Linked DNA regions of Mus musculus: region 2 is linked to region 1. Evidence: chromatin contacts called from public Hi-C data. All regions are on one chromosome and are shown on one strand. Each heading gives the region's core, a stretch centred on a gene start, on an enhancer-like site or on the middle of the called end of the contact. The rest is flanking DNA. Distances are from core to core; before and after follow the strand shown.

What was found. Hi-C and Micro-C count contacts between places; a contact is called where the count stands out from the background.
Region 2: a Hi-C map of cortical neurons shows a contact between it and region 1, with 4 times the contacts expected there. The contact joins two enhancer-like sites. A contact is called at or near these places in 3 of 484 Hi-C or Micro-C datasets (cerebral cortex, cortical neurons and embryonic stem cells) and 1 of 9 other capture datasets (adipose tissue).

The regions. Positions count from the first base shown.
Region 1 is chr13:45,537,649-45,541,336 of GRCm38.p6, forward strand. Gmpr (guanosine monophosphate reductase) reads left to right here. Exons shown (of 9, transcript NM_025508.5): 7 at 1,377-1,419. Among named protein-coding and RNA genes, the nearest start is that of Gm34582, 14 kb to the left of the region's middle. Within about 2 kb of position 1,808, at least 86 of the 459 cell types and tissues checked have an H3K27ac peak or open chromatin away from gene starts, as enhancers often do. A contact at or near this core is called in cortical neurons, where this site is marked.
Region 2 is chr13:45,821,076-45,824,763 of GRCm38.p6, forward strand. The region is part of intron 3 of Atxn1 (ataxin 1); the gene reads right to left. Among named protein-coding and RNA genes, the nearest start is that of Atxn1, 140 kb to the right of the region's middle. Within about 2 kb of position 1,571, at least 17 of the 459 cell types and tissues checked have an H3K27ac peak or open chromatin away from gene starts, as enhancers often do. A contact at or near this core is called in cortical neurons, where this site is marked.

The DNA of each region.
Region 1 (3,688 bases), core at 558-3,057:
GTGTTATATGTGTAGTATATAATATATACACATATATTATACTTATAATATATATATTGTACATATAATATATACACATATATTATATGTATAATATTATGTGTATATATATATATATATTATACATATATATTGATGATGTCTGTCTCTGATTTCTGAATCTTCCTGCCTCTGCATTCTGAGTGATAGGCTCACAGACATCTATCAGCAAGGATAGCTAAGCAGCAGGCTTTGAACCCTCCTCCTTGGAGTGTGAGGGCCAATTAGGTGATGGAGAAAGACTATCCTTAGTGTATGTGTGTGTGTGTGTGGGGGGTGCAGGCCTGTAGTCCCAGCACCCAGGAGGTTGACATAGTGAGACTCTGTCTCCGGCCAAACAGAAGAGTGTCGAGTCACAGAGCCTAGTACTTTCGGGGTGAGATGTTCTTTGCAAGGAAGGGTCTTGCCCCTCTTGTAGCTAGATGTCCCCACCTGCAACTCAAGAGGTGGTTGCCTTGCCGACTTTCACCTGTTACCCCACAGACATAATGTGTTCCTAAACCAAATGTCCAGCTCCGTGTAGCTGGCTCCCACTTTATGAAGACAGGGCCTTCCTTCTGAGGTCTTGGCGTTTGTCAAGCCCACGCTGTGCTTGGCTACATCCCTGTCACTTTGTTCACTGTCCCCATCTCTTCCTGTTCCTTCCCGGGCTGTCTGTCTCTCTGTGCTTTGCTGGCACTCGAGAGCATTGGCACCCTTCTCTTTCCATATCACCCAGGCTCTGCTAGGATAGTAAATCGCAGCCTGCACATTGGGGGTCTCGCTAATAAGGAAGCACGTAAAGGCTGTATCCTAGGAACTTTGAGTCAGTGACTGTAACCTAAGCTTGCAGCTTATCATGCTGCCTGTGAGGCCAGCCTGTGCTGTGTGGGCAGAGTGGATGTCAGCAATGAGCACTTGTTTTTAAGGACATCTGATGGACTGGAGATGCAAGGCAGCTGAGAAGATAGAGGAGCCAGCTCCGTGCCCTTTTTCTCAGCTCTTAAAATAATCTAGCGCTCAGACTAAAAAAAAATCTCACCTCTCTGTAGGCAGGGAGGGGTGGCTTCTGAGCGGGGAGGAGGAGGGAGCAGGGAGTGGCTGGGCATGTTATATAATGGTGTAGCGGGGGACAGTGGCCAGTCTGACACACTTTGTCCTCCTCCCCAGACATAGGTGCTTGAGACCAGAGGGTGGATGGGCAGGGGTGACGGCCTCTGACCGTCAAAGTGAGGGTAGTGTTGGGCCAGCTGCTTGGGTAGGGATGGGAGGTAGTTCCTGGTTACTTCCTCCTCACTGGTGAGCATGGTCTGGCCTGTTCCCACCTTACTGATATTCTCTCCTTCCTTCCTTTGAAGGATGGAGGCTGCACATGTCCAGGAGATGTCGCCAAAGCCTTTGGTAAGTACGAGGGACACAGCTCTGCCACAAGGGGGAGAGGGGCTGACAGGGAAGGAGGAGCTCTGGATAGCTTGGAAGAACCAGATGGAGAAGGGAACCCCCGAGGGGCTTCTGAGCTCATCGGGACTTTTCTTTGCCGGGGGGTTTCATTTCTGTCTAACCAATTCCCGGCTCAGCTTGCTTCGGGTCTGTTGCTGAGCAAGCCGGGAGCCCAGAATGGGGATGGCGAGCTAGGAGTGGGTCGGCTTGTGATGTTTTCAGTAAGAGAGGGGAATGCCCAGCGCTCGCTCCCGTGACTCTGGCTCCGCTGTGCAGATACCACCACCTGGAGCAGCCCCCACCTCATCCTGGCTGGATCCAGTCTTGGTGGAAGGTTGACCAGGCCTGCCTCCCACTAGAGGGCAGTAGTGTCTGCTGTAACCCATCAAGGTCTCTGCTGTAGGGCTTCTGGGCTCCCTGTTTGTGCCACACACTAACATCTCACAAGAAGGGGGGTAAAACAGAGCTGCTGAGCCCGTATGTGCTGCCCCCTTTCCACAAACGGGAACTACCTGCCCAGCCTCAGATTGTTCAGCTGTACACTATACAACACCACACACACATACACACTGTGGTAGAAAACTTTTTGTCATAGTAACAACAACACAAACATTAGAGTTACGTTGTATTTGTGTGCATTGTATAGTAATCAGCTCTCTCCTTCCACCGTGTGGGTCTGGGGGTGTTTCAGCTTGTGAGCAAGTGCCTTTACCTGGTGAGCCATCCCACCAGCCCTTGGTCTGTTTTTACAGCAGTGATAGAGGAGGATCCTGCTGGCTCAGTTTCTTAGCAACCCAACGTATAGCATAAAAAAAAAATGCCTGCCCCTAGATCTGCTGTGAAAGAGAGAACAAACCCTCTTCTATCTTGCCTATCCAGGGTATGACAAGGTCACAGTCCCACAGTTAGCTGCAGGGCCTTATCCTTAAGCATTACCTAGTGTGGGCTTCCTCCGGGTATGCCCCATGGACCACAGTACTAAGTGGGAGCTAAACACACTAAAAAGCTACAGTCCTTCAGGAGGTACCATGTCCCCAGGCTTGGTGCTGTCCTCAGCTTTCCTCAGGCCTTTGACCTGCTCTGTTTAAAGTGTAGTCCTGCATGCACCAAGGAAAGAGAGCAGGACCTCGTCTAGGAAAAGCCAGCTGGGAAGCAATTTGAGCGTTGAGAAATACAAATCACCGGGAACCAGTTTAAGCAGTTGTGTAGAGCAGATCTGTGCTCAGGGTTCCTGCTGGTGACTTTCTTCATCTGAAGGTCTGGCCAGACTAGTTATCTCACTGCCTCCTTAAAAATCACAGCGGAGTCAGGCTTGGTAGCGCAAGCCTTTAATCCCAGCACTCGGGAGGCAGAGGCAGGCGGATTTCTGAGTTCGAGACCAGCCTCAAACAGGTCTACAAAGTGAGTTCCAGAACAGCCAGGGCTATACAGAGAAACCCTGTCTGAAAATAAAACAAGAAAAAAAATCACAGCGGGAGGCGGGGGTCAGCATTGGTGTCTGAGAGCTGCTAGTGGCACACTGTGGAGTCCATGCCTTGCTTACCAGGGTCAGCTCCACACAGCATCGCCTTCTAACAGATGGAGCAGAGTAGAATTGACTTAGTGCTTACCCTGGGCTTGTGTGTGTTTCCTTATAAGTGTTCAGATGACCCCAGCAGAGACATCAAGGCTGCTTCTCACCTACTATTGGTCTGTCATTCACCCTGTTACTCGGCATCCATTTGCAGGATATTTGATCACACCATGAGCCCTGAGATTGTGTTATTTACTTGGGGGATGGGGAATGGGGTGAGGGAACTATTTCTAATTGTGGTGTGGCTCAGTCCTTAGCACACACCTCTAATCCCTCTAGCTGGAATATAGACATGTTCTTAGTCCACCTCTTTAATCCCAAACAATGAAGGTAAATTTAGTTTGTAGAAGAAGCCAGCCATGTTTGAAAGCGATGTCTAATGGAGTGGCAGACAATGTGATGAATCAGAGAAAGATTTGACAGAATAGGACATGCCCAACTCTCATGAGGAGAGAGGGGAGGCAACATAAGGAGGAGCCACACAGATGGAGAGAGGAAAGAGACGGTTTCACTGGAGAGTTGTAGAGACAGGTTGCAGAGAGAACAAGCTACGACACAGGGGAAGACAAAACGAGCCAGAGAGACGAGAAGAAGCCAGAAGATGGGAACAGATTTTCAGAGTTTGAGGCCAAGCAGAGCAATTCAGTTAGAGGTCCA
Region 2 (3,688 bases), core at 321-2,820, 280 kb after region 1:
GCTTCCTCCTTGAAACAGGTCTGCAGCTTTTGCATACCAACAGAGCTTTAGAGCCTAGACAATGCCAGGAGCTAGCCTCCAGTGAGCTACAGAGGGCTGGCAGCAACCCAGGCTAAAATGGGGGCGAGCAGCGGGGAGACCTTTGAACATGCAAATAGAAATGATCCTAAACAGAACATGATTCTATGCTATAAAGGTGAATTCAAGGAATTAAACAAATGATGATTTGATTGCATGAAAAGAAGATCCTCTATGCAGCAGCAAATGATGGATAGCAAAATGGAGCTGTCGGGCAAATGGCCCTGATGACAGACACAATGACTTTGAATTATAGTCCCCATTACTCACAAGCTGAGCAAATATGGTCAAGTTATTTACACACCGAGCCTCTGTTGTTTGACTCTGCAGAACGTAACTAGTATTAGCACAGAATTACTGGGCCAATTGAATGGCACATACACTCGGTATATAATTATTGTGCCTCCAGACACATGAAGTCTAGATCCAAACTCTGGAGATACAGGTTTGGAAGAAATAGGTACTGCTTTGCTTACATAGACTGTTAAGCTTCTCTCGAATAAATGGAGATGACCGAGTATCTGTCCATGCAGCAGTGAGAAACTCAGCCAGTTGAAGGGATACCATGACCAATGCAAGTCTTTTAAAGGACAACATTTAATTGGGGCTGGCTTACAGGTTCAGAGGTTCAGCCTGTTATCATCAAGGCGGGAGCATGGCAGCATCCAGGCAGGCATGGTGCAGGAGGAGCTGAGAGTTCTACATCTTCTTCATCTGAAGGCAGCTAGTGGGAGACTGTCTACCAGGCAGCTAGGACTAGGGTACTAAAGCCCCACTCCCACAGTGACACTCCTACTCCAACAAGGCCACACCTCCTAAGAGTGCCACTCCCTGGCCCAAGCATATACAAACCATCACAGGGTGTAATACTGGAACTTGGCAGAGGGTGTTATGTTAGAGTAAGACAAAGATCCTGTGGCAGGATCATGCATCTATCAAGTGGGATATTTATAAAGACATTATCTCAGAACCTAGAAAAGCATGTGCTTTGGGTTATGTCCTGATGATGCTGATGTTAGTGATGCTGACTGAGGGGATGCTGATGGTAATAATGCTGATGTTGATAATGGAACTGATGATGATAATGATGTTGATGGTGATAGTAGTACTGATGGTGGTGCTGGTAAGGACAGTGGTGATGGTGGTGATGTGTTGATGGACTCATCACAGCCCAACCGGCAAATCACAGAGCTAGAAGAGGCGTGGACCACGTTAGCTGAAGCGGTGAGTGACATGATCAGTGCCGAGCCCATAAAGCACTGATTAGGACGCTAATTTTCATTTATTAAAGCTTGCTGCTCTATTTTTAGATACAGCCTTCAATCTACCATCATTCACGAAAAGCTCCTCTCCAAATATTCTATTTCAGGAATGAATGTAATTTTTTTTTAAAGATAAAAATATTCTGCGTGCATGAGTTCCTTTTTACCCAGCCATCTTTCTGTTGGTTTGCAGCCTGCCAGCAGAGTACATGTGATATTTTAGAGACTTTCTGTGCAGGGCACTTGGAAAAAAATCACATGTGAACACTGAAATGGCAGAAATAGCTGGTAGCTTTCATTTCCATAGATATTCTCAAAACAGAGGGATATGAATTTTAATGGAAGCCGCTGTAAGCTTCCAGGCTTTTCCTACCTGTCTCAGGGCGAAAAGTGAGTTGTTTAGTCACATATATATGTATATATATTCACAGTGTAAAAGATTTTTTTTTTGTAACTTATATCCTTGTGGCTTAATACTGGCTTCTTGTGATTTTTCTGAATTGCTAGCCACAGATTATCCAATGTTCGTATTGTATAGTATCCTTTTATTTGATTGTATATCATAATGTGCTTTTTAATATGTTTGTGTGATATATATATATATATATATATATATATATCACTGAACAATAGTTTGGTCAAACATACATATACATATACACATATAGATACAAGCATGCCATAGCATAGAGGACAATTTGTTGCAAGCGGCTCTCTTTTTCTCCCGAGTGAGACCCAGAGACTGAATACTGGTCTTCAATTTCGTAGCCTTACTTTCTGAGCCATCCCAAGGCCACATGCTTGTCTTCTGTTTACTCTGCTAAACACTCAGCTTGGCTCTGAATTTTGAAATCATTAACATAGTTAAGATTGTAATGAACACCCTCCATGGCTTATAGCACACACACATAGTGGTTTTTCAATGGGAAATTCTACAAGGAAAGCTGTATAATTAAAATGCATATGTGCACGCTTATATTTCCTGGAAAATGCCCACTTTCCTAAATAACTACACCAACGAATACCTTTCCCAGAAGCAATGAGACATAAATTGCCACTTTTCTTCCTTTTTAAAGATGACTGTTTCCCACGTTTATCTGCTTTGAATTTTTGAGACAGGATCTTTCAGCCTAGGCTTCCTGCCTCTACCTTCCAAACCCTGAATGACAGGTGTGGTTCACCATGCCTGTACCATACCTGTGGTCATTTTTCATAAAGAGATCTGTTTATTTTATGGGAATCACAGACCTCAAATAACTCATGTACCAGCATGGCCAATAGCTCTGTCAAATCATGTAGGAGGTGCAGAGGTTCTGTGTTCATAAATAAACTCTAAGGGAACCAGGAATGCTAACACACAGACTGTCACATCAAAGGGAGAGATGTATAACCTATTTTCTGCTTAGGAGGCTGGAAGCAGATATGGTTAATTAGCCTGGTGACCCTTATGCTATCTGTGTGGCCAGGCTATGCTGGATCCTCCCTCCGACTCTCGTCTTGAGTTTGTTTTTCTCAATCTTTAGAGCCCACCTTTCTAGACGATGTTACTTGCACTTTATAAGGAATTTCAACATAGTCATATCTTAAGCTTTGTGGTGCACATGGGACTGAGTTAATTATTGCCAGGAAATTATTTTTCCAAATTGTCCTGTGCTTAAATATGCCTATTGGAGGTCAGCGTCTTGAAGTCTGCACCAATACCAGCTACCGAGCCACGCTGAATCTAATTGCCTTCTTGATCCTCGATGATCAACAGTTTGCTGGCTGTGGTGTTTGCAGAGACCCCTGCAAATTCAAATCCTGTCCTTGCATATGGGTCCTCAGAGCTCACTGGTCAGCCAGGCCAGAGGTCACTTGACATTAGCCAATAGTCTCCACAGCATATATGGGCACACGTTCCTATGCACATGCTGACACTACACACACACCATATGCACCATCAAGTCACTCCTGGCCGCAGGAAATTCATTTCTGTTGATTCTCTAGCATACATATCAGAACAAGTTGTGAGCAGCAACACCGTCACAAGAACAAGAGGCGATTACATATCGCTGGCTGTGGGGAGGAAGATGGCATCGCTTAAATGAAAAGAAACATGTAAATCAAACATTGTGGGCCTCCCTCCGAATTGATTAGAATAATGTGAGCATAGTCTGGTCACTTCCCAACCTTCTGCTCTTGTTTACTTCCTAGCATTTTTCTAACTGGACTTGACAGATAGTAATCACATATTCAGGAGGCAGGGAGAGGGTTCACAGGATAAAACTGTTTGCTGAGCCAGCACGAGCACTGGAGTTAAAATCCTCAGCATCCACATATGAAGTCAGATGCGCTCCTCTGCACACCTG